Regions from separate parts of the Mus musculus genome. Here all the other regions are linked to region 1. A link is a contact called in public HiChIP or PLAC-seq and promoter capture Hi-C data. All regions are on one chromosome and are shown on one strand. The core of a region is the stretch at or near the end of the contact, and the rest is flanking DNA. Distances in the headings are between cores, read along the strand shown. Region 1 holds the start of Tax1bp3 (Tax1 (human T cell leukemia virus type I) binding protein 3). Region 2 overlaps Rap1gap2 (RAP1 GTPase activating protein 2). Region 3 overlaps Rap1gap2 (RAP1 GTPase activating protein 2). Region 4 overlaps Rap1gap2 (RAP1 GTPase activating protein 2). Region 5 overlaps Rap1gap2 (RAP1 GTPase activating protein 2). Region 6 holds the start of 4930401O10Rik (RIKEN cDNA 4930401O10 gene). Region 7 overlaps Rap1gap2 (RAP1 GTPase activating protein 2).

The links. Promoter capture Hi-C pulls out the DNA fragments that hold promoters and counts their contacts. HiChIP or PLAC-seq counts read pairs in DNA pulled down with a chosen protein or histone mark.
Region 2: a promoter capture Hi-C map of hippocampal neurons shows a contact between it and region 1, with 10 times the contacts expected there. The contact joins the enhancer-like site here to the promoter of Tax1bp3 in region 1. A contact is called at or near these places in 17 of 39 promoter capture datasets (the 3T3-L1 cell line, 3T3-L1-derived adipocytes, the C10 cell line and 12 more), 1 of 484 Hi-C or Micro-C datasets (bone marrow-derived macrophages), 13 of 115 datasets of contacts at active chromatin or transcription factors (SST interneurons, T-cell acute lymphoblastic leukemia, embryonic forebrain and 7 more) and 2 of 9 other capture datasets (adipose tissue and embryonic stem cells).
Region 3: a promoter capture Hi-C map of hippocampal neurons shows a contact between it and region 1, with 18 times the contacts expected there. The contact joins the enhancer-like site here to the promoter of Tax1bp3 in region 1. A contact is called at or near these places in 12 of 39 promoter capture datasets (the 3T3-L1 cell line, 3T3-L1-derived adipocytes, the C10 cell line and 8 more), 4 of 484 Hi-C or Micro-C datasets (bone marrow-derived macrophages, cerebral cortex, erythroblasts and 1 more), 18 of 115 datasets of contacts at active chromatin or transcription factors (the NIH/3T3 cell line, SST interneurons, T-cell acute lymphoblastic leukemia and 11 more) and 1 of 9 other capture datasets (embryonic stem cells).
Region 4: a contact with region 1 is called in a promoter capture Hi-C map of cranial neural crest. The contact joins the enhancer-like site here to the promoter of Tax1bp3 in region 1. A contact is called at or near these places in 8 of 39 promoter capture datasets (3T3-L1-derived adipocytes, the C10 cell line, the HPC-7 cell line and 5 more), 5 of 115 datasets of contacts at active chromatin or transcription factors (embryonic forebrain, embryonic hindbrain, pancreatic cancer cells and 2 more) and 1 of 9 other capture datasets (adipose tissue).
Region 5: a promoter capture Hi-C map of hippocampal neurons shows a contact between it and region 1, with 10 times the contacts expected there. The contact joins the enhancer-like site here to the promoter of Tax1bp3 in region 1. A contact is called at or near these places in 7 of 39 promoter capture datasets (the 3T3-L1 cell line, the C10 cell line, cranial neural crest and 4 more), 6 of 115 datasets of contacts at active chromatin or transcription factors (embryonic forebrain, embryonic hindbrain, extraembryonic endoderm stem cells and 3 more) and 1 of 9 other capture datasets (adipose tissue).
Region 6: a promoter capture Hi-C map of pre-B cells shows a contact between it and region 1, with 5 times the contacts expected there. The contact joins the promoter of 4930401O10Rik here to the promoter of Tax1bp3 in region 1.
Region 7: a contact with region 1 is called in an H3K27ac HiChIP or PLAC-seq map of cardiomyocytes, with 11 times the contacts expected there. The contact joins the enhancer-like site here to the promoter of Tax1bp3 in region 1. A contact is called at or near these places in 7 of 39 promoter capture datasets (the C10 cell line, cranial neural crest, embryonic stem cells and 3 more) and 9 of 115 datasets of contacts at active chromatin or transcription factors (acute myeloid leukemia, cardiomyocytes, embryonic forebrain and 6 more).

The regions. Positions count from the first base shown.
Region 1 is chr11:73,175,162-73,179,008 of GRCm38.p6, reverse strand. It overlaps Tax1bp3 (Tax1 (human T cell leukemia virus type I) binding protein 3), which reads right to left and starts at 1,926. Exons shown (of 4, transcript NM_029564.2): 1 at 1,667-1,926. The coding sequence starts at 1,705. It overlaps Emc6 (ER membrane protein complex subunit 6), which reads left to right and starts at 1,967. Exons shown (of 2, transcript NM_025318.3): 1 at 1,967-2,070; 2 at 2,258-3,506. The coding sequence starts at 2,306. The coding sequence ends at 2,638.
Region 2 is chr11:74,566,657-74,570,503 of GRCm38.p6, reverse strand. It overlaps Rap1gap2 (RAP1 GTPase activating protein 2), which reads left to right. Exons shown (of 25, transcript NM_001015046.3): 2 at 3,253-3,288. The coding sequence starts at 3,266. Among named protein-coding and RNA genes, the nearest start is that of Rap1gap2, 22 kb to the left of the region's middle. Within about 2 kb of position 1,878, at least 18 of the 459 cell types and tissues checked have an H3K27ac peak or open chromatin away from gene starts, as enhancers often do. A contact at or near this core is called in hippocampal neurons, where this site is marked.
Region 3 is chr11:74,544,959-74,548,805 of GRCm38.p6, reverse strand. The region is part of intron 2 of Rap1gap2 (RAP1 GTPase activating protein 2); the gene reads left to right. Among named protein-coding and RNA genes, the nearest start is that of Rap1gap2, 43 kb to the left of the region's middle. Within about 2 kb of position 1,680, at least 195 of the 459 cell types and tissues checked have an H3K27ac peak or open chromatin away from gene starts, as enhancers often do. A contact at or near this core is called in the HPC-7 cell line, SST interneurons, T-cell acute lymphoblastic leukemia and 8 more, where this site is marked.
Region 4 is chr11:74,497,230-74,501,076 of GRCm38.p6, reverse strand. All of the region lies in intron 2 of Rap1gap2 (RAP1 GTPase activating protein 2), which reads left to right. Among named protein-coding and RNA genes, the nearest start is that of Rap1gap2, 91 kb to the left of the region's middle. Within about 2 kb of position 1,691, at least 25 of the 459 cell types and tissues checked have an H3K27ac peak or open chromatin away from gene starts, as enhancers often do.
Region 5 is chr11:74,478,187-74,482,033 of GRCm38.p6, reverse strand. The region is part of intron 3 of Rap1gap2 (RAP1 GTPase activating protein 2); the gene reads left to right. Among named protein-coding and RNA genes, the nearest start is that of Rap1gap2, 110 kb to the left of the region's middle. Within about 2 kb of position 1,888, at least 24 of the 459 cell types and tissues checked have an H3K27ac peak or open chromatin away from gene starts, as enhancers often do. A contact at or near this core is called in hippocampal neurons, where this site is marked.
Region 6 is chr11:71,938,512-71,942,358 of GRCm38.p6, reverse strand. It overlaps 4930401O10Rik (RIKEN cDNA 4930401O10 gene), which reads left to right and starts at 2,237. Exons shown (of 5, transcript NR_045942.1): 1 at 2,237-2,452; 2 at 2,580-2,786; 3 at 2,889-3,005.
Region 7 is chr11:74,407,358-74,411,204 of GRCm38.p6, reverse strand. It overlaps Rap1gap2 (RAP1 GTPase activating protein 2), which reads left to right. Exons shown (of 25, transcript NM_001015046.3): 15 at 3,246-3,317; 16 at 3,808-3,847. Among named protein-coding and RNA genes, the nearest start is that of Olfr412, 45 kb to the right of the region's middle. Within about 2 kb of position 1,649, at least 133 of the 459 cell types and tissues checked have an H3K27ac peak or open chromatin away from gene starts, as enhancers often do. A contact at or near this core is called in embryonic forebrain, pancreatic cancer cells and stem cell-derived neural progenitor cells, where this site is marked.

The sequences.
Region 1 (3,847 bases), core at 677-3,176:
GATTGAGATGACTGAGAACCAGTCAGGATAGATGCAAGCGTCGACCCAGGTAGAGCAGTGTCAGAGGTCATCTGCACAGGCTTCCAGGAGGCAGATCAGTGGGGCTACAGTTCAGAGGACAGCTTTTGAAATGGTTTTAACAAAAATGGCCGGAACAGAACCAGGATGCTAACTCTACCTGAGGGGGTAAGACTGGGAAGGAGGCACCTCCACCCCATGAGCAATCCGAGACTGAGAAAGGCCAGCTCTGCTTGCTTATGTTCAGGCATGCACCTGGCATTAGGATTGGAGGACTGTGGTCTTACAGCTTTAAGGAAGACTCTGACTCTCCTGCCAAGACGGAAGAGGGTGGAAAACCTCGATGCCTAAGGTCCTTTCACCTGGGGCTTCCTGTCCAAAAGTGTAAGCTCCTCCAGGCTTACTCCCACACACACCTTCCTTCACTTCCACCAGCAAGGTCCAAAAAGAGACAAAGCCCTAACTTAAGGGAGAAGTCAGGCAGCAAAGTGGCTCTCCCTAGGTCCTAATTACACCCTCCTTTTCCAGATAGGGTCAAACTCGATGATCTTTCTGGGGCAGCCAGTGAAGGATCCTAGAAAAATCAGGCTGGTACAAATTGAGTAAAAACTGGGATATCCTAGCCGGAAGCTCACCCTCCCAAGCCACCTTTATCAGTAGCTTTGTTGCCCCCACCCTCCAACACACCCATCTAACAAGGCCCATCCCTACAGTTCCAGGACTGTGGACACAAGTCACACCTGTGACTCCAACACTTGGAAGGCTAAGAAGGGAGTACTGCCAGAAGTTCAAGGCCAGTTTAAGCTTAAGAGTAAGGCCCTGTCTGGGGAGTGATTTGTGTCCTTCCTAAAAGCTTCCTTTTAGGAAACTGGGCACTGATGCTTCTCTCTTGGGATTCAGCTGCTCAGGGTTGGCCAGCGCCCCCATCAGACTGTAACATCTACCCCTCCATCCTGTTGCCTATTCAAATACACCTGATTGATACACAAGACAAACCGAGAAGGAGGCCCTGGAAAGGTCTAGAAGCTTAAGTGTCATGCACAGGACAAACACTAAGCATCAAGGGCTGAGTACCCTAAAAAGTTCAGAAGACCAAGCCTTAGCTCTCGAGGGGTCTGTCCCAAGAGCAGCGAGGCCGGATGAGAAGCGGGAAGGGGGATGCACAAACTCTGGCCAGCCCCACCCCCTAAATCTCCTACGGCTCGGCGGCGGCGGCGGCGGCGGCAGTGTGCCGGCTGGAGCAGAGGAAACGCTTCCTCATTCCAGAGGCTGCGACTCACAGGACATCGGCGCCCGCCCCCCACGGCCGCCCAGCTGGGGACAGGAGGCCCAGGGCAGGGGAGTTTTCTAACACTCCCGCGGACCAGCCTTTCTCCTACGTCCTCCCGGTCTGCGCCTAGTAAAAGGTATCCACCCGACGGCGGCAGTGCACAGGATCTGGCCTCTGCCCAGGGTCCCGGGAGGCTCTTAGGTCCCAGCCACCTCTCCAGGCCAGGGAAGGCTGCAGCACTGTTAAGCAGAAACGGCCACCGGAATATACGCAGGAGCCCCGGGTCCTATACTTTCTCAGCCTGTCTAGATGTCAGTTTGCCGCTCTGCGAAATGGGGGTGAGCCAAGAGGAGAAGGAGCCCGCGCAAGCGCACTCACCACTACGGCGGTGACAGGCTGGCCCGGGGTGTAGGACATTTCGACCGAAATCTGTCAAGGAGACAGCGCCCGGTGAGACCCCCAGCGAGAATGCCCGCGGCCGCGCCCTCCCTGGTTAACAAAGGGCAGCCCTGCTCAGCCCGCCCCCTCATGAATACTTAAGAAGTCTCTAGCCAATCAGCATCTGGAGCGCTGTTGGGCTTTCCGGAGTCCCGGGACTTGTGTGCTGAAGTGGGGCGGGAGGGGAGAGCGCCCGAGGCGCAAGCGTAGGAGGGTGGGGCGGAGTTTGTGCGCCTGCGCAAACCGAGCCCTCCCAGCAGCCTCCAGCGCAAGATGGCGGCGCGGGACTCTCCGCTTTTTCCTGTCTGAGGGAACACGAGGGACTGTGTGCCGCGGCGTCTCAGGTAACTCCGCGAGCCTGTCGGGCGTGTGCTGATGTGCTGCTGTCCCGGGCCGGCCCGAGCCTCAGTTTCGGCGTGCAGTGGAGGTCAGAGGCCCCCAGCACGGCGTCGGAGGTCCCAGGGGGAGGAGGCGCCGTGCGCTCAGCTCGCCAGGCTTCGGGCTCCACTTGTAACTCGGTTTTCTCCACAGCTCCGCGTGAGTCGGCGTGAAGGCAGAAGCGGAGCCCCGGCGGGTGCGATGGCCGCGGTGGTGGCCAAGCGGGAAGGGCCGCCGTTCATCAGCGAGGCAGCCGTGCGAGGCAACGCCGCGGTCCTGGATTACTGCCGGACCTCAGTGTCAGCGCTGTCCGGGGCCACCGCCGGCATCCTCGGCCTCACCGGCCTCTACGGCTTCATCTTCTACCTGCTTGCCTCCGTCCTGCTCTCCCTGCTCCTCATTCTCAAAGCGGGAAGGAGGTGGAACAAATATTTTAAGTCACGAAGACCTCTCTTTACGGGAGGCCTCATTGGAGGCCTCTTCACCTACGTCCTCTTTTGGACCTTCCTCTATGGCATGGTGCACGTCTACTGAAATGAGGGCAGGGGTGACTTTAAAACAGATCGGCAAGGCTCTTGCCAGAATTAACACCGGGTAGACTTACTTAGATTTTAAATTGTTGGAATTCGCTGCTTGTTCTGTACTGTTATAATTTATATCTGAAGACAGAGCCTGTAATATTATTCTTCAGATTAAATGAAGTGTGACACCTTGTCGTTCCTTGCTTAGCCAAGCTTTGAAGTCGCCAAGATTTGCTCCCTGGAGAGCAAGTACGAGGCCACAGCCTGTATATTTTTTTGGATTTAACGCCTAGTAAGTCCAAAGGGACCTCTAGAGTATACATGAGAGAATTTAACGTTAACATCTTAAGAACTGGTAACAGTTCGTGTTACTAAGCTTTCACTGTGTACCGGCATTGTGTGTTTTCATTCTCGCCATAGCAATGGAGATGTTACTGCTAACTTTCTGTTAATGAAAAACCTGAAGCACAGAGAAGTTAGTTGTCTCTGCCAGAAGTGGCTCGTCTGGAAGGGGGCAGGGCCGAGGTCCAGTTGCAAGTCTGTTTGCTTTTGCTGGATTGGGTAAGAGTCCTCTTCTAGCACCCCCTCCCACTAACCACTGCTTTCCCACGTGAGTGAAATCAGCTAAGTTCCAGTTACACCAGGTTTAGCCAGTCGCCTTTCCTATAACAAAAAATGCAAGCTATTTTTCTAAATCGTTGTCCTCTGGCGATTAGGTTATGTGGACATTTAATCAAATGAGTTTGTTTCAGTTGAAATGCCTCTGACTATATGTTCATTCATAATCCTTCCTTGAGAGGAGGGTTTTAGAATGAAATACATGTTTAACTGAAAAAATAAATACTTGTGTTAGACTTGTAGTAAACATGTTGCGCATGGAATTTGTAGTCTTAACTGGGGAGATGGCATTAACTTGGCTTTACAGATAATATAGATACCATGAAAGAATACACAAAAGCACCAGGTCTGGACTAGGCTTGGGGATGGAGTCAAGGAGTGCTTGAGGGAATAGCATTATATCTGAGACTAGAAAGCTAAATAACAGCCAGATAAATATAAGAGGAAGAAGAGCCTTTTATTAGGCCATAAGGCAATCCTGACCAGGTAGTAAAGGCCCATGGAGGAAGTTGGCCTTGATTCCATGAGCATTTAGAGGAAACTGTAGAAGCAATGTGTAATGGCTTCCCCCCCCCCCTTTTTTTAAAGTTACGAGAAATTGAAT
Region 2 (3,847 bases), core at 629-3,128, 1.4 Mb before region 1:
TCCAGGGCTCCAGCTCAGATATTCAGCTTGCAAAGTAGTTACTTTAATGACTGAACTCTCTTCCCAGTCACTACTGTTTTGATCTATTTTTTGTCCAGCCCCTACAAGTAGCAATTCTGTGCATCAGATTGCTTCAGCGCTCCCAAGCAAAACCGGCTGATGGTTTAAACCTGGCCAGGTAAGGCAGGGGGCATAGTGTGTCACCCACAGCTGTCAGAGGCAAAGACAGCAGTGGGGAGAATGACCTATGTCCAAGGGACTCTCTTTATATGTTAGCCACATTGTCCTCTAAACTAGGTTCTAGGGTGACAGGCCTGATTCTATCTGGCTCACCATGGGAGCAAGGACCTTCCTGGCATGTTGAACATATGCTCAGTAGATGCTATTGGGATAACTGGGTTGTTTCCAATGCAACGATAGGGTGAGACCCATTGAGTCTGGAGTGACGCAAAGGACTTTTCATAGCGTTAAATTAGGAAAGAGGTCTGGACTGCAGTGTAGCAGTCATCTGGGCACAGCTGGCAGCTGGGAGGGGATGCAGCTGATTGGAGCTGTGGAATCCTGGATCCCAGATCCTCCCAGACAGCGGAAGTTGACCTCAGATGGAGTTCCAAAGGCTCCGTTTGTTGTCAATGCATTCTGTCATGGTAAAATGAGTGAGGTGCTTCAGGAAACAGAAAAGCTGGGGACTTGGATTTCTGAAAGGACCAGCCCCCACCTCACAGCCTTGCCCAAACTACAGCTTTCCTCCCGGGCCTCACTTTCACCATGTGTCAGTGGGGACCCCTGCTGTAGCAGAGGGCTGCTAGAATAATTAAGAGAAATTCCTAGGGAAGATGTAGGATGCGTGGGCTTGTTTTCATCGGATGGCTCTGGCTATGAGTGTGGTGGTAGTGGTGGTGGGGTTCTAACAACGGCATAGATATGGGGCTCTGTTAGGTTGAATAGGAAGGCAGGAGGGTCTGTCTTCAGTGTGGAAACCTTAAGGAAAGAGCCCAGGTAGGGCTGAGGAAGAGACAGAGAGGAACAGAGGCCACATGCCCTGGTGTTGTATCTGGTTTTGCTGTTAGGGACTGAGATGAGGTGCTGGAGGATCCTCAGAGAAAGGGGATCCTACTCTCTACTGGGAAGCTCTAGCACAGCTCAGAGCTTAATGCCAGCCTGGAATGTCTGGGCATCTGTGCACTTGCCGTGTGGACCCCTTACGCCTCTGCCCTCTTTTCCCTGAGAGCCTGCCTATGGGAAGGAACTGGGAAAACTGAGGCCTGAGTGAACTTTCAGGGTGCCAAGCTTCTTTGAGGTGCTGGTGGCACTGATGATAGCAACACTAGTGGTGGTGGAGACAATGGCGGTGACAGTGACATTGAAGGTAGTGGTGGCTCTGGGGAGACACTGATATCAGTGGTGACACAGATAAAGACATAGTGGTAGTGGTGAAACTGGTCATGATGGTGACATGATGGATGACATTGTAATGGTGGTGACTTGAAGTATGATATGAAGTGGGTGATGACACCAGTAGTGACTGGGGTGATTAATGCTGTCATGGTGTTGACTGTTAATGATGATGCTGACACCAGTGTGATGGAGACATGGTGGTAAGGACACTGTGAGTGACAGTGATGACACTGGCTATGGAAGTGATTCGGGTGGTGGTGACCATTAAGGGATGGTGCTGGCACCAGTCACAATGGTGACATGGGTGAAGTGACCTCTGGTCAATAAAAGACTTATGCAGGGAGACCATTGCCCACTGTGTCTCTGATGGGGGGAGGGACCTCCGTTTCCAGCCATAAGGGCTGGCATATGTGGGGGTAAAAATAGAACCTCACACACTGCCTCCTTTGCCAGAGAAGGTGGTGCAGGCAGGGGCGGGGAGTGATGCTGTGCATCTGCAGCCAATGTGCTCTTCCCTGCTCCCAGCTTGAACCAACCTGCAGCTCTCCTTGGAGTCTGCTGTTGGCTTCTGACCTGCCTGATGGAGCATTCCTGTGGCCGGGGTACTGTTATCTCCCGTGGCATCCACACAGAGTATTGGAAGTTCTAGAGCACCGGTTCTCAACACATGGGTTGAGATCCCTTTGGCAAACCTCCATCTCCAAAAATATTCACACTATGATTCCCAACAGTAGGAAAATTACAGTTAAGAAGTAGCAGTGAAGATAATTTTATGGCTGGGGGTCACCATTGGTCTAGAGTCAGACCCGACCAGAGATTCACTTCTTTGAAGCCTACTCTCCATCTCTAAGCAGAGTGTTCTGGTCTCTTTCTGTTCCAGTTTCATTTTTGCTGCCGTGACAACACCCTGAGAAGAGCACCTTTAGGGGAGAAAGGGTCACTGAGAGGAGTCAAGGCAGGAACACGAAGACAGGCCAGCTTGCTATTGCACACAGCATTATCTCTGACCAAGGAGCTCATTTCACAGTCAAAGAAGCATGACAGGAACCAGGATGCTGCTTTCTGGCTGGCCAGGCAGGCAGGCAGGCAGACAGGCATAGGCATAGGCATACTTATTTTTTTTTTTGGGGGGGGGAGCGTTTTTGAGACAGGGTTTCTCTGTACAGCCCTGGCTGTCCTGGAACTCACTTTGTAGACCATGCTAGCCTCGAACTCAGAAATCCGCCTGCCTCTGCCTCCTGAGTGCTGGGATTAAAGGCGTGTGCCACCATGCCCGACAGTTCCTTATTTTTAATTATATGTATGTGCCTATGTGGGGGTATGTGTGTATGAATGCAAGTGCCCACAGAGGCTAAGACTGTTAGATGTTCTTGGAACTGGAGGTTCAGATGGTTGTAAGCACCCAAGTGTAGGCTCTGGGAATTAAACGTGGGTTCTCTGGAAGAACAACATGTGTGCTTAACTTCTGAGTGCATCTTTCCAGTCCTCAGCTAACTTCCTTACCAATTCAGGACCACCTGCCTAGGTAATGGTGCTGCCCACAGTGGGCTGGTGCCTCCTACATCAGTTATCAATCAAGGCAATTTCTCAGAGACATGCTCACAGGCCAAGCTGATCTAAAGAATTCCTCTGCTGAGATTCTCTTTCTAGATAGTTTCCGATGGTATCAGGTTGACAGTGAAAGTCCATCCAGGAAAGCTTCCCAAAGAAGTATGTGTGGCCCAGTTCTTCATGGAACTGAGACTTCCTTTCCTGGTTTGGAGATTTGTCTTGTAGCCGCGTTCCCTGTAGGACAGATGCAGAAGGGAGCCTGCATCCTCACACTGACTGAAACCCTTGCATTTCTCTTGGCAGGATTGACAAGACCATGCTGGCGGGTCTGAAGGTCAAGTAAGTAGCCTCTTCCTATTCTTTAGAGGTCAGAGATGACAACAGAGCAGGGTTCCTTGCACCCTGAGGCTCGCTCTGTCCAGGTTGCGTTTAACAGTTGGATGCTGTGTACTGTCAGATTCCAGGCTTGGCTGAAGGGGCTTCTTCACTGGAGGAGACTACATGGGCCTCTTGAGTCCTGGGATGCCCAGGGAAAGGCAGAGGCGTGATTGATAGAATCAGGGACAAGGATGGTGGGAATGTGTCTAGTGGCTATGACCTTTAAGCCACACACTTATTGATAAGAAAGATGTATTTTCTACTATTTAAATTTTTATGTGAAGCCCCAATGCCTAGAGGGCATCTTTCTGACATTATCCATCTATTTGAAAAACTATGATATGATGTCCTAGCACCTCTTTTTCAGATTATTACTATTTTACTCAATGTGTATGGGCATTTTGCCTGAATGTGTGTCTGTGCACCACATGTGTTCCTGGTGCTTGCAGAGGTGTAGAGTTCCCTGGTACTGGAGTTTTGGACAGTTATGGGGCATCATGTGGTTTTGGGACTCCAACTT
Region 3 (3,847 bases), core at 431-2,930, 1.4 Mb before region 1:
TTGCTCAGTCCTATTACAGAAGATAACGAGGAGTCAGTTGCAAATGGTCTCGCCTGCAAAGAGTTCAGGCTGTAGAGACTTAGTAGTCACCCCAAAGCATGAGGTAATCCCTGTAAAGATTTGGGAGGAGTGGGAACTTCCTTTTGGAGGGACAGCACATGACAGCCGAAAAGAGAATTCTCTAGGAGTTTGGAACAGAGAGAACATCCAGGACTCGGGGTCAGGAAGTGTAAGGAGCTGTTTCCTAAGCAGTGTGTCCTTCTCCACGACCCAGTGGGAGACTGTGGAAGGATGTATTGTAGGGGTATGGGAAAGTCTGTTCAGGGCGTTCACTGAATGTGGGGCTAAGGTGACAGGTGAAGTGAGCTGCTTCCCTGGAGACTGGCATAGGGAGGCCAAAGCACCATGAATGTGTTACTGAGGAGCGTGGGGCTGAATCTCATGGTGACTCAGGGCTGCAGGCTACACTAGCGGTCCATCTCAGACAACACCTCAGAGTGTGAAAGGAGTTCCATGGAAACTGGGGTCTCGTGCTTGGGGGATTTGCAAAGCGGGTCTGCTGTGTATGTGAGGTCAAGCCGGTGTGTGGGGGAGTGTGACGCCCTTGACATAGACATAGAACGAATGGAAATCTGCAATTCATCCCCGTGGCCTTTGAACTTGGGTCCTTGAGCTCAGGATGGCTTACCCTGGATGAATGAAGAGTCTCATAGCCAGCAATGCTAGCAGTCTAAGTTTATTGAGTGTAGTTGCACAAATGGACAGGTGTTGTAGTATTTTCTTGTGGTGAGAGCCCGGGACTATGTGCTTCCAGACAATGGCCTGTGGGAAGGAAACAGTGAGGATAGGGCCTTCTAATTTATTTATTTTAGGGCTTTTTCAGTCTCACGTTGGGTTTCTATGTAGCCAAGGATGAGCCTTGACCTATCCTTTTGCCTCTACCTTCCAAGTGCTGAGATTATAAGTGTGTATCACCATGCCAGACCTGGGGTTACATTAGACGAGTGGTCAGCAAACAGCCTCTTCATAGAAGTGACAACTGAGAGGACCAGAGGCAAAGAAAGACTGAGTGTGAGAATATCTGGAGGTAGAGGAGCCCTCCTGGGACTGGAGGGCTGGGAACCGCTAGTACAAAGGCCTTGGGGTGGGAACCACTAGGCAGCAGTGAAGGTGAGGTGAAGAACACTCTTGGTGGTGGGTAAGCTGGAAATAACGACAGTTCTCCTTACTTCCAGAAGGTGGCAGTGTTGTCCCAGGACTGCCTGCTCATTTAGTGGTCGGAGGGGATGTATAGAACTAGACAGCTTTGTGAGTAGGAACCTGAGCCGTCATAGGTTTTATTCTGTCACAAGAAGTGGCAAATATGAAAGTTCTGACTAGGGTAGGTGAGCATGCCATAGATCTTGTTCATGACATGCCTTGCCTGCCTCCCCCGACCCCCACTTCCCTTCTCTGCTTCTTTGCCCTGCTCCCTGCCTTCTGTCTCTGCTCCCTCTCTTCATTGCTCGCTGGTGCAGCTGGCTTCCATCTCAAAGATAATTACTTGCTTTCCGGTGCCTCTTAGATAACGGGGACTGTTCCTTACCGCAGTGCCTGCCCCTCCTCCCAGGAGCTTCGGTTCTCAGTGAAAGGCTGAGGCTGACTGAGGTCGTGACCCCTCCCCCGACTGAGAATACCCACTTCCCTTCCTCCTACTGTCACACGCAGCTCTCTCCTCCAGCACTCCAGCAAGTTCCTGCTGCCTTTGATAGAGGCAGCCAGAGCTCGTGCTGCAAAGGGAGAGAAACCCAATAATCAGGCAGAGACAGGAGACAGCATCACGGCTCTGCTGTGAGGGGCCACTTCAGCCTACAGAGATAAAACTTCTCTACCGTAAGCTCTTTAAAAAATTTTTTTTTATTTTAATTTTTTAAACTGGGATGTAACCTCACCCTCAACATCTGAGTTTTATTTTATTGTGGCAAGAATGCTTAACATGAGATCTGCCATCCTAGTTGATAACAGTACCCATTTATTCTTGACTATAAGTTAGTTTCTTTTCTTGGTGTGTGTCACGAGTGTGTTAGGTATAGGTCATAGGTCAATCTCAGGTGTTGTTACTGAAGAGCTGTGTACTTCAACTTTTAAAAATAGATTTATTTTTTCTTTCTTTCTTCCTTTCCTTTCCTTTCCTTTCCTTTCCTTTCCTTTCCTTTCCTTTTTTCTTTTTTTGGTTTTTTGAGACAGGGTTTCTCTGTGTAGCCCTGGCTGTCCTGGAACTCACTCTGTAGACCAGGCTGGCCTCGAACTCAGAAATCCGCCTGCCTCTGCCTCCCAAGTGCTGGGTTTAAAGGTGTGCACCACCCCTGCCCAGCTAAGACTTATTTTTTAATTTTCTGTGGGTCGGTGTTTTTTCTGCCTCTGTCTGTACACCACGTTCATGTAGTGCCTAAGGAGACCAGAAGAGGGCATCAGCTTCCCTGGATCTGGAGTTGTGGGAGTCTAACCTGGGTACTCCAGAAGACCAGCCATTGCTCTTAACTGCTGAGCCATCTCTCCAGGTTCCATCATGATTTATTAAAGATAGTGTCTCACTGGAACCTGGAACTTGACAATTAAGCTAGGTGTCTAGCTTGTGAGCTTTTGGAATTCACCTGTTTCTGCCCCCCCCCCCAACCCCCCGCCAGATTCCGAATGTGCACCACCATGTCTGGCTTTTTGTGTGGGTGTTGGGAATTGAACTCAGGCCCTCGTGCATTTGTAGCAAGCAGTTTACCAACTCAGCTATCTCTCCAGCTCTTGCCCCACTCCGTCTCTCAGAGTCTCCTGCATCTTAGGCAAGTCTTTTCCCATTGAGCTGTGGCACCAATCACCAGGTATCTTTTTACTTTTTATTTTGAGACAGTGCCTCCCTGAGTTGCCCAGGCAGCTCCAGGACATGTAATAATTCTCTTGCCTTTTGACTGGTTGGAATTACAGGTCTGTGCCACCATGCCTGCCATGCCCTTAGAGCCTCCTCCTGAGTGGGAAGTTCAACTCCTTATCTCGCCACAGACTTTGAGATCATTGGTTAGATTTTTTTTTCTCACCTTCATTTGCAAAATGGGGATGGTAATGATAATTTTACATGGGTTGGGCTGTTCGAAAGTGCTTCAGCTATACCTGATAGAGCAGGTGATAAAACTCCATTTATTTATTTATTTATTTATTTATTTATTTATTTATTTATTTCCTATCATCTGTGTAGTCCTGGCTGTCTTAGAACACGTTCTATAGACCAGGCTGGGTTCGAACTCACAAAGATCCACCTGCCTCGGCTTTCTAAGTGCTGAGATTAAAAAGGCATTTATCACCATGCCTAGCTATAATATACTTATATTTATGAAATATTAATTTACTGTATTGTAGCAGCATAATAGCAATGCATCATTGTTATTCGACGCGTTCTCACGACCGGCCAGGAAGAACACCACAGACCAGAATCTTCTGCGGCAAAGCTTTATTCTTACATCTTCAGGAAAGGAGAGCAAGAAGCAAGAGAGAGAGAAAAGCAAGAGAGCGAAAAAGCAAGAGAGAGAGAAAAGCAAGAGAGAGAGAAAACGAAAACCCCGTCCCTCTTAAGGAGCATTCTCCTTCGCCTCGGACGTGTCACTCCTTGATTGGCTGCAGCCCATCGGCCGAGTTGACGTCACGGGGAAGGCAGAGCACAAGTAGTCATAAGATACCCTTGGCACATGCGCAGATTATTTGTTTACCACTTAGAACACAGGATGTCAGCGCCATCTTGTAACGGCGAATGTGGGGGCGGCTCCCAACATCTCCCCCTTTTTCTTTTAATAAGAGCAAATAGGCCACCCATATTAATGAG
Region 4 (3,847 bases), core at 442-2,941, 1.3 Mb before region 1:
GGACAGGAAGCAGCGGCCACTTCTCTGTGTTGGTGGACAGTGGACTTCTGGCAGGCACAGCTTCTTAATTCCTCTCCCCAGAGAGATGAGCCCTTTGCTGGGCCAGTCAGGAACTGCTTGTTCAGTACTGTTGAGGTGTGTGCCTGTAGGTCTGAGGAGCACAGGGTACCATCCCTGGAAGCTTCTCCTTTGAATTACAAGTAGACTCTACTTTCTTTTGTTAGGGCCGCGGGTGTCAGAGGGCACTGAGTGTAATGCAGTCCGTGTCTTGCTTTGGGCTGGGGGAACACAGAGCAGGGGAGCATGCAGCGAGAACACAGGGCTCAGGGACTGTATGGTCCTTCCGTTCGTTCCTCCTCCCCTTCCTTTCATCCAGCATGCACAGGTGGTTCAGTTTCTTTAGCTAGCATTCAGCTTCTCCCGAGCCAGAGCCGACTCCTTCCTAGATGAGAGGAAACTTCATGCTTCATCCTGAGCAGCCTCACAGAACTGTGTTTGACATGGAAGGTGACCGTAGTAAACACATAAACACAGCCACTGAAGATTGTTATGGCTTGGCCCTCCATAGTCCCAGGGACCACATTCCTGAGTTCAATCAACCATAGATTCAAAATATTTGACATACACACACACACACACACACACACACACTCCCACAATAAGTACCCCCATACATATCCCCACACATACACCCATACCACCCATACCACACTTACCACACACACACACACACACACACTTTCACTGAATATGTGTAGACCTTTCTTCCCACTATTCCTTAAACAACATAACAACTCCATACATTTTTCCTGGGTTAGGCATTATAGGTAGAGACATCTTAAAGTGTATGGGAAGGGGCTAGGAAGATGGCTCAGTGGTAAAGAAGATTGGTTGTTCCTCTAGAGGAGATGGGGTTGATTCCTGGTACTCATTTGAAAGATCATAACTGTCTATAACACTAATTTCAGGGGATTGAATGCCCTCTTGTGCACTGTCCCCCGCCCCCCTGCCCCTAGCATCATGCATACACGTGGTTCTTAGACACACATAAAGGCAAAACACCCACACACATAAAAAAACAAAGTGGAGGAGAGGCTGTGTGTAGGATCTATGCAAACAAGCAGATAGTGTTTTGAGGGCCTGTAGCATAGGCATGCACCCTGGAAGCAAGACAGAGATGTGCGGCAGGCAGTTCCTGCTCTGAGTGCCCATAGCCTGCTATGTAAATAGGCCCATCGCTGGCAGGATCTGCCTGGAAGGCTTCTTCAAGCTTCCCCTCGGGCGGGCACAGATCAGGAGCTCTTCTTTCCACAAATAGTCTCCAGATGTTGAGAGGGACCAGGTGACTTGTGGGGCTGAACCAGTGTCTGGGAGCATGCCAGAGGCCAGCAGGGCCTCGGCCATGACCCTCTCAGAGTCCTGTAGCTGTGATTGGCTCCTCTAGTGGGGAGAGGCTCAGTGGTTCTCTCCTGTGCTTGTACCAGTTCCGTGATGAGGGGGATTAAGCTGTGTCTGCTTGCTTGGATAACTTTTTGGCTGGCTTAGGAGTGGCCTCTTCCTGCCATCATTTGGTCTTGCAAACTGGGGCACAGAGTGAATCTGGGAGGGGGAGATGGCGACCCTGGGCAGGGATCCTTCATTCTCAGTGGCTCCAGCTGCTGCTGAGACTGGCTTTAGTACCCCCGAGGGAGAAGAGCTCTGCCTCCAGGGCAGACCCTTCAGCGATACTGAAGTTGATGTATCATCTTGTCACTTAAGTGACCGGGGCAGCTAGAAATGATTCAGCAGAAAGGCCCAAGATGCCAGTCTTTTCTCAGCCCTGATTCCCTGTGGCAGGTGCTGGGTCTGCTCTCTGGGGCCTGACACTGTAGTTTGACATGTCACTTCAGAAAGACAGAAAGCAGATGTGGCAGGGCTTCTACCCCCACCTAGGCCACTTCATTAGATGCCCCTGGATTCTCTGAAAACATTTCCCTTAGGGTTCTGTATTAATATTTACAACAGAAATGTGAAGATCAAGGGGCTGGCAAGAGGGAGGGCTCAGTAGGTAAAGATGTTCGCTGTCAAATCTGAGGACCCGAGTCTGTGTCCAGGTACCCACAGGATGGTTGGGGACCCACAGGATGATTGGGGACCCACAGGATGGTTGGGGACCCACAGGATGAAATGAGAGCTGACTCTCACACAATGCCCTTTTACTCCCACATGTACCCCCTCCTCTACAGTAAATACATGTAAACAAACAATTAAAAGAAAACATAAATATCAGAAATAGAATTATAGCAATCAAGGCCTTACCCTAAGAGGTTACTACAGTGGTTTTCAACCTTCCTAGTGCTGTGACCCTTTAATGCTGTTCCACATGTTGTAGTGAACCCCAACCATAAAACTACTTTTTATTCTTACTTCCTAACTGTAATCTTGCTACTGTAATGAAGTGTAATATAAATATCTGATATGCAGGATATCTGATTTGCAACTCTGGTGCAAGGGTCAGTTAACTCTCAAAGGGGTTGTGATCCACAGGTTGAGAACCGCTGCTCTGCTACACACTTACATTCTCTGCTCTTGTGGTTTTGAGACAAATATGCACGTATGTATGAATTACATACACATATCCCAGGTTAAACTCAAACTCATAATATTCCAGATATTAATTGCATGTTCTTATACTTGAACTGTGTCCAGATATTGTCTCCTAAGTGAAGTGCAGGGGTTACAGGCTTGAAGAGACTTTTGGTAGTTGGTTAACCAGTAAGGGGGGGGGATAACATTCTCAGGCTGTCGAGTTGGCTCAAGTGGTTAAGAGCACTGCTGCTCTTATAGAGGATCCACGTTTGATTCTCAGCACCCACATGGCAGGTCACAACCATCTGTATCTTTTGACTTCCACAGGCACCAGGAAGCCACCTTGTGCTCATACATCCATGCAGGCAAAACACTCATATGCATAATAATAATGTAATTAAAAATAAATATTCTTGTAAAACAAGAAAATGGATGTGGTGCACATGTCTGTAATTTATCCCAGCTCATGGAGGCAGAGGCAGAGACAGGTGGATCCCCGTGAGTTCCAGGCCAACCTAGTCTACATAGTGAGACCCTGTAGAAAGGAAGAAACAGATGAAAAGGGTGCTTCCCATCCCAGGTCCTTTCCCAGATAGCATTGCTTTGGATCTCAGGCTTGTCTAGGAAGGTGTCCCCAGAGCATCTGAGCTACCCTTCTTCCAACAGAGGGGATAACAAATGACCCCAGGGTTTCAGCAGGCCAGGGCAGTCCACTAAAGCCCATCTTCCAGTGTCCTTTCAAATCCTAGACCTGTCCCCTAGTTATGGTTAGGCTCTGTGAGCCCTGGTTTCTTCTGTAAAATGGGAGAATTATCATCTATCTATGCCATAGACCACTGCAAAGATCAAATGAAATACTATACCCAAAGCATTTAACACAAACATGCAAATGTTAGTTGACGGATAGTGACAATACTTCTGTTATCGCTGCAGTTGGTTATGGAGAGGAGGAAGCTAAGGAGGAGCAAGAGGTTAATAACAGTTCACACTGGCAGGGAAGTGGGTGAACCCTGCCTCAGGCTGTTGACCAGAGAGCTGAGGTTGGCAGAGGTAGTGAGCAGACCGTTTGCAGTGGAGGTTAGATTCAGCTTAGTCCCTTAGCTGTCATGGTCTGGGAGCTGCTCCCAGTTCATTCAGTACCAGGCATCCTGCTAGGGTCAGACAGAGGGTGGGATCCTCTTGACAGACCCGATGGAGGGCAAGGCCCAAGGGCAAGGTAGGGGCCTCTGGGGATGGGGCTTTTTGCTTATCATCTTGAGTCTTGCTTATCCAATGGTAG
Region 5 (3,847 bases), core at 639-3,138, 1.3 Mb before region 1:
GGCCTGGTGTATTCTGGGATATGACTGAGACCTGTCTGGAGAGGTGAGGTGACAGCAGAGGGCAGTGCTGAGGAGTGGAGACACTGAGAGTCAGAGGATGTAGACAGTCCCCATGAGATTTATTGAAATGAGGGGAGCAGGTGTTTCAGGAGCCTCAGGCAGACCCTCATCCATCCTTGGTGAACTCTGTGACTCACGATCAGAAGGCATCCCCAGCTCCAGACTCTGTCTTTTAAAAAATGCTTTGAACTCAGCGCAGGAAGTCCCCAGCCTGTGACTTCTGTGTTCAGACTCCAGAGGCAGGGTTAGATAGAGAGAGCTAGGAACGGAGGGAACTGGCCCTGCCCTTAAGATTCTGGGTGGAGACCTTGTGTGTAGCCGGTGTGGGGTCTGTTATATCTTGTCTCTCTGTGTCTGTCATGGTTTGTGGCTAGGGTTTGACTCTACGGCTAAGGAATGTCACTATTGTTCACCATTGTTCAGCACACTTGTTCAGCACGGACAGAGAGTCCCATGGCGTGCTCAGCCATCAGCGCTGCCGATCCTTGTGGGTTTGTTCATCCTTCCTGACACAGGGCTCCTGGGGTGACCCTTTCTTGGTCTTTGGGGCTCTTGACCGCTGGCTTAGGGTGGTTGAGTTGTTGTGGACAACTTGAGATCTCTAGGTTGAAGGAGTGTCTGGGTCTCCCCCTCCTTTTAAGATTAAGATTTATTTTATTAAATGTGTATAGGTACTTTGCCTGAATGTATATCAGTGTACTTTGTGTGTGCAATGTTTGTGGAGGGCAGAAGAGGGTTCCCTACTCACTTGGAACTGGAATTATAGATGGTTGTAAGTAGCCATGTAGGTATTGGGAATTGAACTCAGGTCCTTTGGAAGGGCAGTCAGTGCTCTAAACCACTGAGCCGTCTCTCCAGCTTGCCCCCCCCCCATCTCTCCTCATATCCCTGTTTTTGTTTCTGTTTCCAGGGTGATATCAGACAATCGTATTTTTATTTTGAATATTTTATGCTTTGATAATTTCATATGCACACACAGAGACACACAGACACACACACATACACACACAGACACACACACACACACACACACACGATATTTGATAATCACACTTCATTACCCTTTCTTGTCCTCACCCTTGCATGCCTACTGAGCCTCTTTTCTTTACAAGTCCCTTGATATTTCTATACAAATTCCATGATATTTTTTTGAGACGAGGTCTCTCACTGGCTGAGAGCTTGCCAAGTAAGCCAGGTTGGCTGGCCAGCAAGCCCCAAAGCCCCAGGGTATCATATCTATCCAGTAGTCTGTCTTTGTCTCTCCAGAGTTAAGGTTAATAGTACTGAACCTGGCTTTAAATTTGTTTATTTAATTGTGTGTGTGTATTTGTGAGTGAGTATGTGTGCACGTGTGTGCGTGAGTGTGTATGTATGTGCATGTACCACATCTCAAGTTTGGAGGTCAGAGAGCATCTTGTAGGAGTTGATTCTTTCATTCCATCCTATGTGTCTCAGGTATGGAGTTCAAGTCATTAGGTCTGGCAGCAAGTGCCTTTACCTGCTGAACCATATTTGTTGGCCCCATGCCTGGCATTTTAATGTGTTCTGGGGATTGAATTCAAGTCTTTATACTTACCTGGCAAGTATTTTACTGTCAGAACCATCTCTTCAGCCCCTTGAATATTTTTTTTCCTGCCACCTGAGCAGGTACCTGGCAAGAGAAGGGCTCATCTGTTCCCTTGGTAGTGTGACCCCGGTGCAGAATGCTCCTTTGGATCCGGGATTGACGATCCATTTCCTTTATAGACAGATATAGTCCAGTCCTCCTTTCCCTCTGTGCAGCTTGTTTTCCTAGGGGATTGCCTACCCCCAATATGAAGCTGAGAAAAAGCTGAGCAGATGGGCTGAAACGGGAGCCCAGTTCCCAGGCTGAGGATGGGCAGGGTAGGATGGGAGTGGGGTTGGGGGCTGGCTGCCTGGATGTGCACTGGATTGCTGCCAGGGTTTTAGTCTTCATGAGTTTGCTTTTCATGTTCACAAGAACCAGTAGGCATTTAGCAGACTCTACAGTGTACTTGACTGGCTTTGTGTGGGTTCCCCTGAGAACACCCAGAAGCACTGGTCCTTGACCCTCAAAGAGCCTCTACAGGGGACCTTAACTTAGCAGAGGAAGCCAGATGGTTCAGCATGTGACAAGCTCACAGATTAAAAGTGGCTTCTTAGTGGGGAGGAGGGAGGTGGTGGAGAAGAAGAGGGAGTCAGAAGAGGCCATAGGAAGCAAGGTTAGGAAGCAAGGTTGGGCTGCCCGCTGGGGCTGTAGAGCAGACCTCTCTGTACTGAGGAGGGGAAGGAATTAGGGCCAATGGCCATCAGATTCTCTTCTGTCAAGGCATCTCCTAGACACTGATTTCTCTAGGGCATGGGATGGCTATGACCCGAAATGGCAGAGTTGTTCTTGGAGTCCCGAATAGGCTGGTAGCTGGCCTGTGACCCTCGTTTAGTTTCTAAAGACCTCATGAAACCCTGGGGCACTCTGAGTCATATGGTCTCCTTTGGAGAAGGTAGTGGAGGCTAGGGTTCTCCTGAGAAAGGTGCAGACTGTCTATTCCTATGTTGGTCCTTCAGGGCTTTGTCCCCCAGGGCCACTGATCCCTCCTCCCACTTAACCACAGTCATAGGCGAGGCAGCTGAACAACCTTCGTATGCAAGACGGAAGCAGACATCTGATGAGCGTTGCTGCATCCCTCTGGGTTGAGGCTCAGCTCACCTTTTCCCCCTAGGATTACTGCTTGCCCATGTACTACCTCCCTCCTTAACCTGTCACACGGACCCATGGCCAGTCCATCTCTTTACTTTCTTCCTGATGCCAGCCCCACCCCTCTACCTCCCCTTATTACTGAGCAATACTCTGTCACATGAAGACATCACAGTTGGTTTGCTTGTGTTCCAGTTGAGGTACAACTGAGTTTTTTTGTTTTTTGGTTTTTTGGTTTTTTTTTTTTTTTTTTTTTTTTTGGTTTGGGCTGTACTCATAGCCAAAAGCTATGACTGCTGTCGTATTATCTGTTTGGACTTGTATCTTCCCTTCTCTTGGATTATCAAGGAATAGAATCACTACATTAAAGAGTAGTGAGCTTTTTGTTGTTTCTTTTTAGGAGACCTGAGTCTCATTCTATAAACTAGTCTGGTCTTAACCTTGCAAGTATCTTTCTCCCTTAGTCTCTTGAGTGCTGAAGTTACAGGCATGTGCCATCATGCTCGGCATGGTAAAAATCTTTATTTTGTTATTATTTTTTCTTGCAGTGCATGTGCATGCTAGGCAAGTGTATCTCTGAGCTACATCCTCCACCCTAAATCTTAAACGTCATTTGAGACCATTTTGCATGGCACCAGCAATGCCATTAGGTCCTGGCTGCTCTGTCTTTTTACTGACATTGACCACTGTCAATTTTTAGTGTTTTAGTAATATACACCTCAGTGGGTGTATGCTTGGCAGCTCACTGTGTTTAATTTGCCTTTTTTTCTAATGACCGATGATGCTGAGCCCAAGGGAGATTCATGTCTACTTACTTTGTGTGAGGTTTGCTGTCAGGACCCGGCTCATTTATCCTCGCATAAGCATCCAGTGTTCCATCATCTGGAGAAGAGTTCTTCCTCCATTGCATTGCTTAGATGTCTTAGCCAAGGAACCTGCTGGCTGTAGATGTGCTCCCATGCACTGTATAGCATCTCTGCCAGTTCTGGCACCTCTCTAGCTGAGGAGCTGAAAACACGACTCCATCTTCTTCCCTGTGTATATAGTAGGCATTGGCTGTCGTGGTCTTTCCCAAGAGCTCCCACATGACCA
Region 6 (3,847 bases), core at 988-3,487, 1.2 Mb after region 1:
GAGAAAGATGAGGAACCAGAAGCAGCAGCAGAAGAAGGAGGAGGAGGAGGAGGAGGAGGAGGAGGAGGAGGAGGAGGAGGAGGAGGAGAAGAAGAAGAGGAGGAGGAGGAGGAGAAGGAGGAGGAGGAGGAGGAGGAGGAAGCAGTAGCAGCAACATCAGAAGAAGAAGACCATAGAAGAAGCATGAATTCCCACATGGAGCCCCTAAAAGGTAGGAGGACAGTTAGAGTACTTCCCATGAGAAGCTTCCATTACTATTGGCATGATGAGGGCTGCAGACTGATTGCCACGGAGAGAAAAATGGGAGATGAGTTGTTTCTGGGTGAGGACCACTACTTGAGGCCCATGGCTGTTTATTAGACTTGGGACAATGTGCATGGTGTGCAGAAGGGGTGGAGTGTGCTCCCAGACTGGTGTGACTGACAGAAAGAGCCTGGAGCACCATTGGATGAGAAGTGGTGGAGAACATTTTGTTTGGAAAGGAGAAGCCCCAGGCCTGAGTTTCACTTCCACCAAGGGTTACCATGATGATGGATTCATTTTCTGCAGTTGCCAAAGCAGTTGGCTTGAAACTTAGCTCCTTAAATCAGGCTTCTAAAGTCTGAGGTCTTTCTGGGATGAACCAAGGTGTGGACGCCTTGAGAGATCTGCTCCATGCCCTCAGCAGATGTCAAGGCATCCTGTACTTGGACTCTTATCTTAGTTATGGTTTTATTGCTGTGAGCAGACACAGGACCAAGGTAACTCTTATAAAAGAAAACATTTAATTAGGGTTGGCTTATGGTCTCTGAGGTTCAGTCCATTATCATCATGGCAGGAAGCATAGCAGCCTTCAGGCAGACAGGGTTCTGAGAAAGAGCTGAGGGTTCTACATCTTGATCCAAAGGCAACCAGGAGGAGACTGGAATTCCACACAGGGAGGAGCTTGAGCATAGGAGACCTCACAGCCCACCTCCACAGTGACACACTTCCTCCAACAAGGCCACATGTACTCTAATAAGACTACACGTCCTAATAGCGCCACTCCCTGTGGGCAAACATGAGTTTATGGTGGCCAAACCTATTCAAACCACCACACCTGTTTCACAGCTACTCTTGTCATAGCATCTCAGCTCCAGATCTTCTGGGTCTTCTCTTTTACAGGGGCCTCAAGACTACACAGGTACTTCTGGAGAATCCGGAAGAATCAGTGGTCCCTGACTCAAGTCCCTCAATGTCTTCCAGGTGAGGAGACCCAGCCACAGTGCTGGGATTAGGACATGGGTGTCTTGAGAAGCTGCTCTCTGGCTCACCATACACGCAGAGGAATTTCTTCTGGCTTTCCTTCAGCATGGTGCCAGAAGGCAGAATGATGTAATGGCAGAGGTAGACTTTTGCAGCAAAGACTAAGTAACCCTGCCTCATCGATAGGGCTTTCTATAGGAGAGTGGGGCTTAGGAAGGAACACTCCTGCTCTCTTAGGCTCTGTAAGCAGGGGATGAATTTTGCTTGAGTGGTCCAGCAAGATATTCTGTGTGGAGTGGGATTCTAGACTAACTAGCCCCAGTGATCTTGTCCAATTTTAGGTCTATTACCTTCACACCAGTCTTTAAGGATGCCATTCCAGTTGTCTGCTTCATGACCTAGGTTATAATTCCACAAGGTACAGGAATATCTAGGGCTGAGGCGTCATTCCCTGCAGGCCCCTGTGGTGCTTTGCTCAGCTGAGGTACAGGTCAGCTACAGTTCCTGAAAGTTAACACCACCAGGAACAGCCAAAAAGAAATGGATGGATATATAACCAAGTCCCTCATTCCACTGGCACAGCCCCAGTCACAGTCCCATCTTCGTGCTGAGGCCTTGAGAACAGGCTCCACCTCTCAGCTGTTGCTCCCAGAGCTACACGATGATGGGGAGAGAGAGGCTTTTGTCACACGTTTCATCAGGAGTCACGTACTTATTACTGACATTCATTTTGCCTTGACTCTCAGCACGCAGCTTGTGAACAGCAGGCTGCTCTGTTGCTCCTAAGGTTTCTTAGCCTGTCCATCTACACTAGGGCTGGGGCACTTGTGATCAGCAGTTCAGTTGTTGCCTGCTGCAAACCTTCCTTCTTTTTTAGCCCCAAGAAAAGCCAAGCATATGAGGTCATATGGTGGTAGGTAAGAGTATTCCTTTTGTCATATGTGCTTTGTGAGCTTTGTCTGTGACCTCAGGGTCAGTCCTGGGGTCTGGCCCAGCACCTCAGTGTTTGTGATGTCATAGATAGATGCCTGCCCCTTCTCTTTGTGGGCATGTAGTCTTTCTTTGATCGCAGCCTCTTTATACCCACAGATTCCCCCAAGTTAACAACTCGTTGAGTGTTTACTCTGGGGACTTCTTGTTTGGGCTCATCTTCAGCTACCTCGAATATGTGGAATGATTTCAGGCTAAGATGGATCCAACCAACTTTCATCCATGCACCCTGTTCTGGGTGAGGGTCTGTGGGTTTCCAGCCCTAACGTCTTCCAGCAAACAGCATTAAGTCTCCCTGTTTCCTTGCTCTCCACCAATTTCATTGGCTTTCAACTTTTTCTCTTTATTTAATTTTCCTGTCCTAGGGCTGAGACAGTAAGGAACATTGCAAGCTACCATTAGATTTCTGTTTTTCCTCATGACTCTCCTCTGGCATCCTTAAGCAGCACTGGGCAAGAAGAGCCAGTGGACCAGCTCTGCCAGGATCTATCCACCTTCCCATCTCATAGCCCAATCTCCATCTCAGAAGCCAAGAAATCCATGCCTGTTTCCTCTGGTATCAACCATTCACGGTTAGATGCAAACAGTGACCCCATTTCTCAGTTCTATATGGGGGTAGGTAAGGAGAGTAGAAAGCCGGTTGTCTTGTCTAAGACCCCTGCTTCCCTCCACAGGAATCCTCCTGCCAGCCCTTGGTGGTGTAAATGGCAGATGGGAACAGATGACTGTGGCCTCTCAGCATCCTGCCTTCCTGTGGTCCTGGGGCAAGTCCAGCGTCAGAGGGAGAACAGGTCAGAGTGGCCATAGAACCTTTCAGAAATAGCTGGGCCTGGCAGAGGGCAAGCACTCACTAGAGCTCAGCCAGTCTGAGTCCAGCAACCTCCTCCGCCTTGGAATGAGAGCAGGTTCTAAATCCTCGTCTCCGTTGCTGCCTGCTCGGCTTGGGGCCCACAGCAGATGGTGAGGTGGGCCCCACTGGGTCTGGAGCGTGGGTTTTGAGAGTGCTAATGTTTCTCAGATCTCCTTTGTAGATCATCAACTGTGACAACAGTACAGCTTGGGCCAGGAAGTGAAAAGGCACTGCTTGTGGCAGGAGGGGCTGCTTCTTAATTAAGGCACCTCCTCAGCCTGCTGATGACAGCCGTGGGTTGGAAAGAGTCTATGCACCTGCCTATGACCAGGAGGCTGGGGATACTCTAGGACCACGTCCAAGTGGGGTCCAGCCCCTGCATCAGAATAAGAGGAGAAATGGCATCTTTTCCTTACTGAGCATTGCTTATACTTCTATCCAATATGGCACACTCTCATTTCTGTCTATCCCGTTGGTTATGTGTCTCTAAAAAGTCATTTTTAATACACTTATAACAGGAGAGTGCTTTAAAAAATCTATACATGTGTAATAAGCAATAGTCAGAAAGTGGAACTCAGAACTTGTACATCAACTTGTACATTTGATGCTGATGTGAAGCTCATTTAGCAGATGAGAAAGTTAAGGCAAGAGGCTGAAGCCCATAGAGCTGGCCACAGAGTGAGTTAGATCTCAAGGTTACTATTGGGCAAATCTGCATCCCAAGCCTCAGTCCATTATGAAGAACAGGGCAGGTCTGTGTACCTCAGAAGATCCCAGTGAAGA
Region 7 (3,847 bases), core at 400-2,899, 1.2 Mb before region 1:
CTGTAGTCCATTGGTTTGAGGGGCCTAGGACTCATAGGAGATAGGCTGAGCTGGGGATTTTAGGGTAGGGCTAGGTAGTCTCCAAGCCCACAGAGATCTTGTGAGTAAAACCAAGTGCTGGTTTCTGTTTGTTTTTTGTTTGTTTGTTTGTTTCCTGGGAAGAGAGATCAGAGTTCAGTTCCCACAGGGTCCCCTGCATCACAGAACACTGGGTACCAGCATCTTAAGACCCCTTCCCACTACTGAGGCGGGTTTGAATTTGGAAAGATGCCCGTGTCTTCTAAGGTGCTCCCCAGAGCACCCCTCCCCCCCAGGCACTATGGGTGATGCATAAACTGTGAGGAGAACTGGGTTAGCTCCCTCAGGGCCCCCTGGCTGACACTGGGCCTTAGCTGAACCCTGAAGTAGGAGGGCCAACAATGAAAAAGGAGAGTAAAGGCGGGAGGGACCCCAGAAGACAGAATGACCGAGCAGCCTGGGGTCTCTGCTTCTGTCTCTTTGTTGATGTGTGACTGCAAGTCAGTTCCTTCCCTCTCTGGGCCTTTGTTTCTATCTTTGCAAAACAGGAAATCTGGATTTTAAAGCCTCAGGGTCCTTCTAGCCATGGCTACTTATGGGAGCAGAGACAGGCAGGATGGGGTATGGGCTGCCGGATGGTTTGGGGAACTCTGTGATGAAGGTGACCTTTTGTACATGTAGGTCGACAGGGAAAGTAAAGACAAAAAACCTGAGTGATTGATGGTGGCTTCTGCTCTGGGCCAGGCTTTGCATTACAGCAGTCTTCTTCGTCTTCTACATTTGTGTGTGTGTGTGTGTGTGTGTGTGTGTGTGTGTGTGTGCATGCGTGTGCATATGGAAATCAGAGGCCAACTTGCAGGAGTCAGTTCTCTCCTTCCACTATGTGGCTCCTAGGGATTGAACCCAGGTTGTTAGGTTTGGTGGCAAGTGCCTTTAGCCACAGAGCCGTCTTTCTAGCCCCTCGGATAGTCTTCTTGAAGTCTAACAAGGCCCATTAGTCTGCTCATAGGGAAGAGATTGAAGCTGATTGATGCTGAGGGCACTTAGAGCTGAGGCCGCAGAGCCAGGGAGCCGGGAGCTGGAAGTCTTCCCAGGAGCCTCTGGGGCATGTGAGAAACCGGCCCCGTGGGTGTGTGTGAAGTGTGGCTGGAATTGAATCACTTCTCAGGTAGGGCTATCTCATTCCCATTCACTCCAGGTTGGAAAGAGATTCCAGCTCAGCAATCAATAGGATTCCCCCATCCCTCCCTGCAGGGGCCAGTCCACCTCACTCCTGGAGTTCTGCCAAGGTTTCAAGACTTGGCTGTGAAACAGGCAGCTGGGGAGGGCCTTCCCTTGCCTATCCTGACTCCCTCTGAGCAGCCCTGCCAGTCTTCTGGGTGGCAGGCCATCCCTGGACATGGGGGTTTTGTTGGGTCTCTAGCCTTCCCTCTCTAAGCTCCCCTGGGCATCTGGTTGTAAGCCGAGAGGAGGGGGAGACCGAGGTCAGAGGAGGAGCTAGGATACGGATGGGACGTGGATGGACATTACCAGAAAGGTCTTGGGCCCTGCCCTGCTGCCCTGTGGATTTAAAGGCATTCCTAAGACCCTTACCCTGTCAGAATAGACTACTTTAATGCAGGCCTGAGGAGGAGGGGCCGGGCTAGGGAAACAGCTGGGCCTGCAGGCATCTGTGCTTTGTCCCACATGTCCCAGATACCCAGAGTGGGCAGCCAGATTCTTCTTCTGAGATGGAACAAAACAAAACAAAAACCAAAAACCTGACACACAAGCTTGATAAGTCCCCAGATTGTCTCTGTCCTCAATACCTGTGTGTCTGTGTCCCCCTTCCCAACATAACAAGTACACATGTGCACTAGACTTGGGCCACCAGTGCATGGTTGGTGGCTGGGGGTGGGGGTGGGCTGTGTCTAGCAGCTGGGGCTCAGCCAGAAATCTTGTCAGTGAACACAAAACCATTTCTTGAGACTCTGAGTACCTCAGTTTGGGCCATGTAAATGGCCTTGAGCTTGTAAGAAGAAGGCCCCATTGACCAAAGCTCTGCTTCTCCCCGCTGGACCTGGCAGGGCCCCAAGCTGCCTGCTCACCCAGTCTGGCAGACTCTTGCATCTGCCCTACTTCACAGGACAGAGTGGTTGGCAGCCTGCCAGGGCCTTCACGTCAGCCACTGCTAGTGAAGGGATAGGGCAGCCTCCCAAGAGCCCTGTAGCCTCAGGGGCTAACAGCAGGTGAAACCTAGGTACTTGCACAAGAGAGGAGGTGAGGAGTGGAAGCCACCTGCTGCAGGACCACCCTTGTGCTGGAGTCTCTGGATGGTCTTACAGTCCAGCCTCAGCATCTGGCCAGAGCCTGGATGTCCCCCATCCTCTTTCCCAGTCAATGCCCTTGGTATCTCTGTGCCCAAGCCTCAGCCAGAATGACTGGCTCCACATGTAGAGCCAGGCTTCAGACCTGGGTCACTGCCTGTGTCAACTTGCAGAGCCCCAAGCTTTCCTTGCAACCAGTATTTACTTGTTTCTTTAAAAAAATTATTTGTTGTTGATTTTGCTACTGGTGGCGTGTGTGTGTATGTATGTGTATGTGTGTGCATGAGCGTGCATGTGCACATGTGTACTTGTTATGTTGGGAGGGGGGACACAGACACACAAGTACTGAGAGAAGAGACAATCTAGGGACTTACCAAGCTTGTGTGTCAGGTTTTTGTTTTTTTAATCTGTGGAGCCATTTCTGTGGTCCAGTAGTTACCTTTTAAACACTCTGAGTTTGATTTATGGCTAGGTTAATGGGGAGTCAGAGTTGGGTTGGAGCAGTCTGGATTCTCTGTGCCCCTTTCTCTGGTTTTAGGGTGCTTGTTCCATGTCTTAGCCATCTGTTTCCTCATCAGTAAAATGAGCAGTAGTTCTCAGTTGCTTTCTCTGGGATGGATGCTGTAATGGGGTAGGGAGGCAAACCTCCTGGCCACCACCTGCACTGTCTGTACTTAGGGTCTCAGTGGTTCCCCAGCCCAGGGCATCATCTGGCCAACTTGCTTCTGGCCCTTAGGAAGGCAGAGGGAAGGATGCCGGATTCCATCCCATCCAACCCACTAGAGGAGCATCGTATGGGGCTCGTGGGTGATGCTCACATAGACGTTCTGTGTTCTGGGAAGGAGGGAAGGGGTATGTTGGTCTTCTGTAAGGTGTGGGACTCCTAGTCTGTCTTAGTCCACATGAAATTGTTTCATTCAGGTATCAGTCACTGCTAGGGAAGATGTGCCTGCCTTTGGTCCCCCTCTGCCAAGCCCGCCTGTTTTCCAGAAGGTAAGAACCTTTTCTTTTATACTTGTCCCATCCCAGACCCCAGATCTCTGTACCCATGTGTCAGTAGTTGGAATGGGCTTGAATGTAGACTGGGAACATTGTGGGGAGATCCTGTTATAGCTTTGGGGGTATCTCCTTTCTGGATATCTCCCACCTCACCCTTTGAGGTCAATGTGGCCCTTGTTGGGAGTTTGATGCCAGGGTTGTCCTCCTGTTTTTAGAAGGACTTTTATACTGTGCTCTAGACCCAGGAGCCAGCCTCAAGCATTGCCTCCAGTGACCAAGGTGCCCTATGGAGGGTGGGTTTCCCAGCGCTGGGGAAGCTGGCTTTCAAGTTGGTACATTAGCAGGCAGGCCTGGCCTTGGCTGGAAATGACCGGATATGAGAGGGCTAACGCAGGGGTTCTCCTGCCTTTTTGTCACTGTGGTTGGAGGCGTTTGATTGACAGCAGAGGCCAGGAGAGTTCTGAACCTCTTTCACCTGTTTCAGGGCGCAGAATTCCGGGAGTTTCTGCTCACCAAGCTCACGA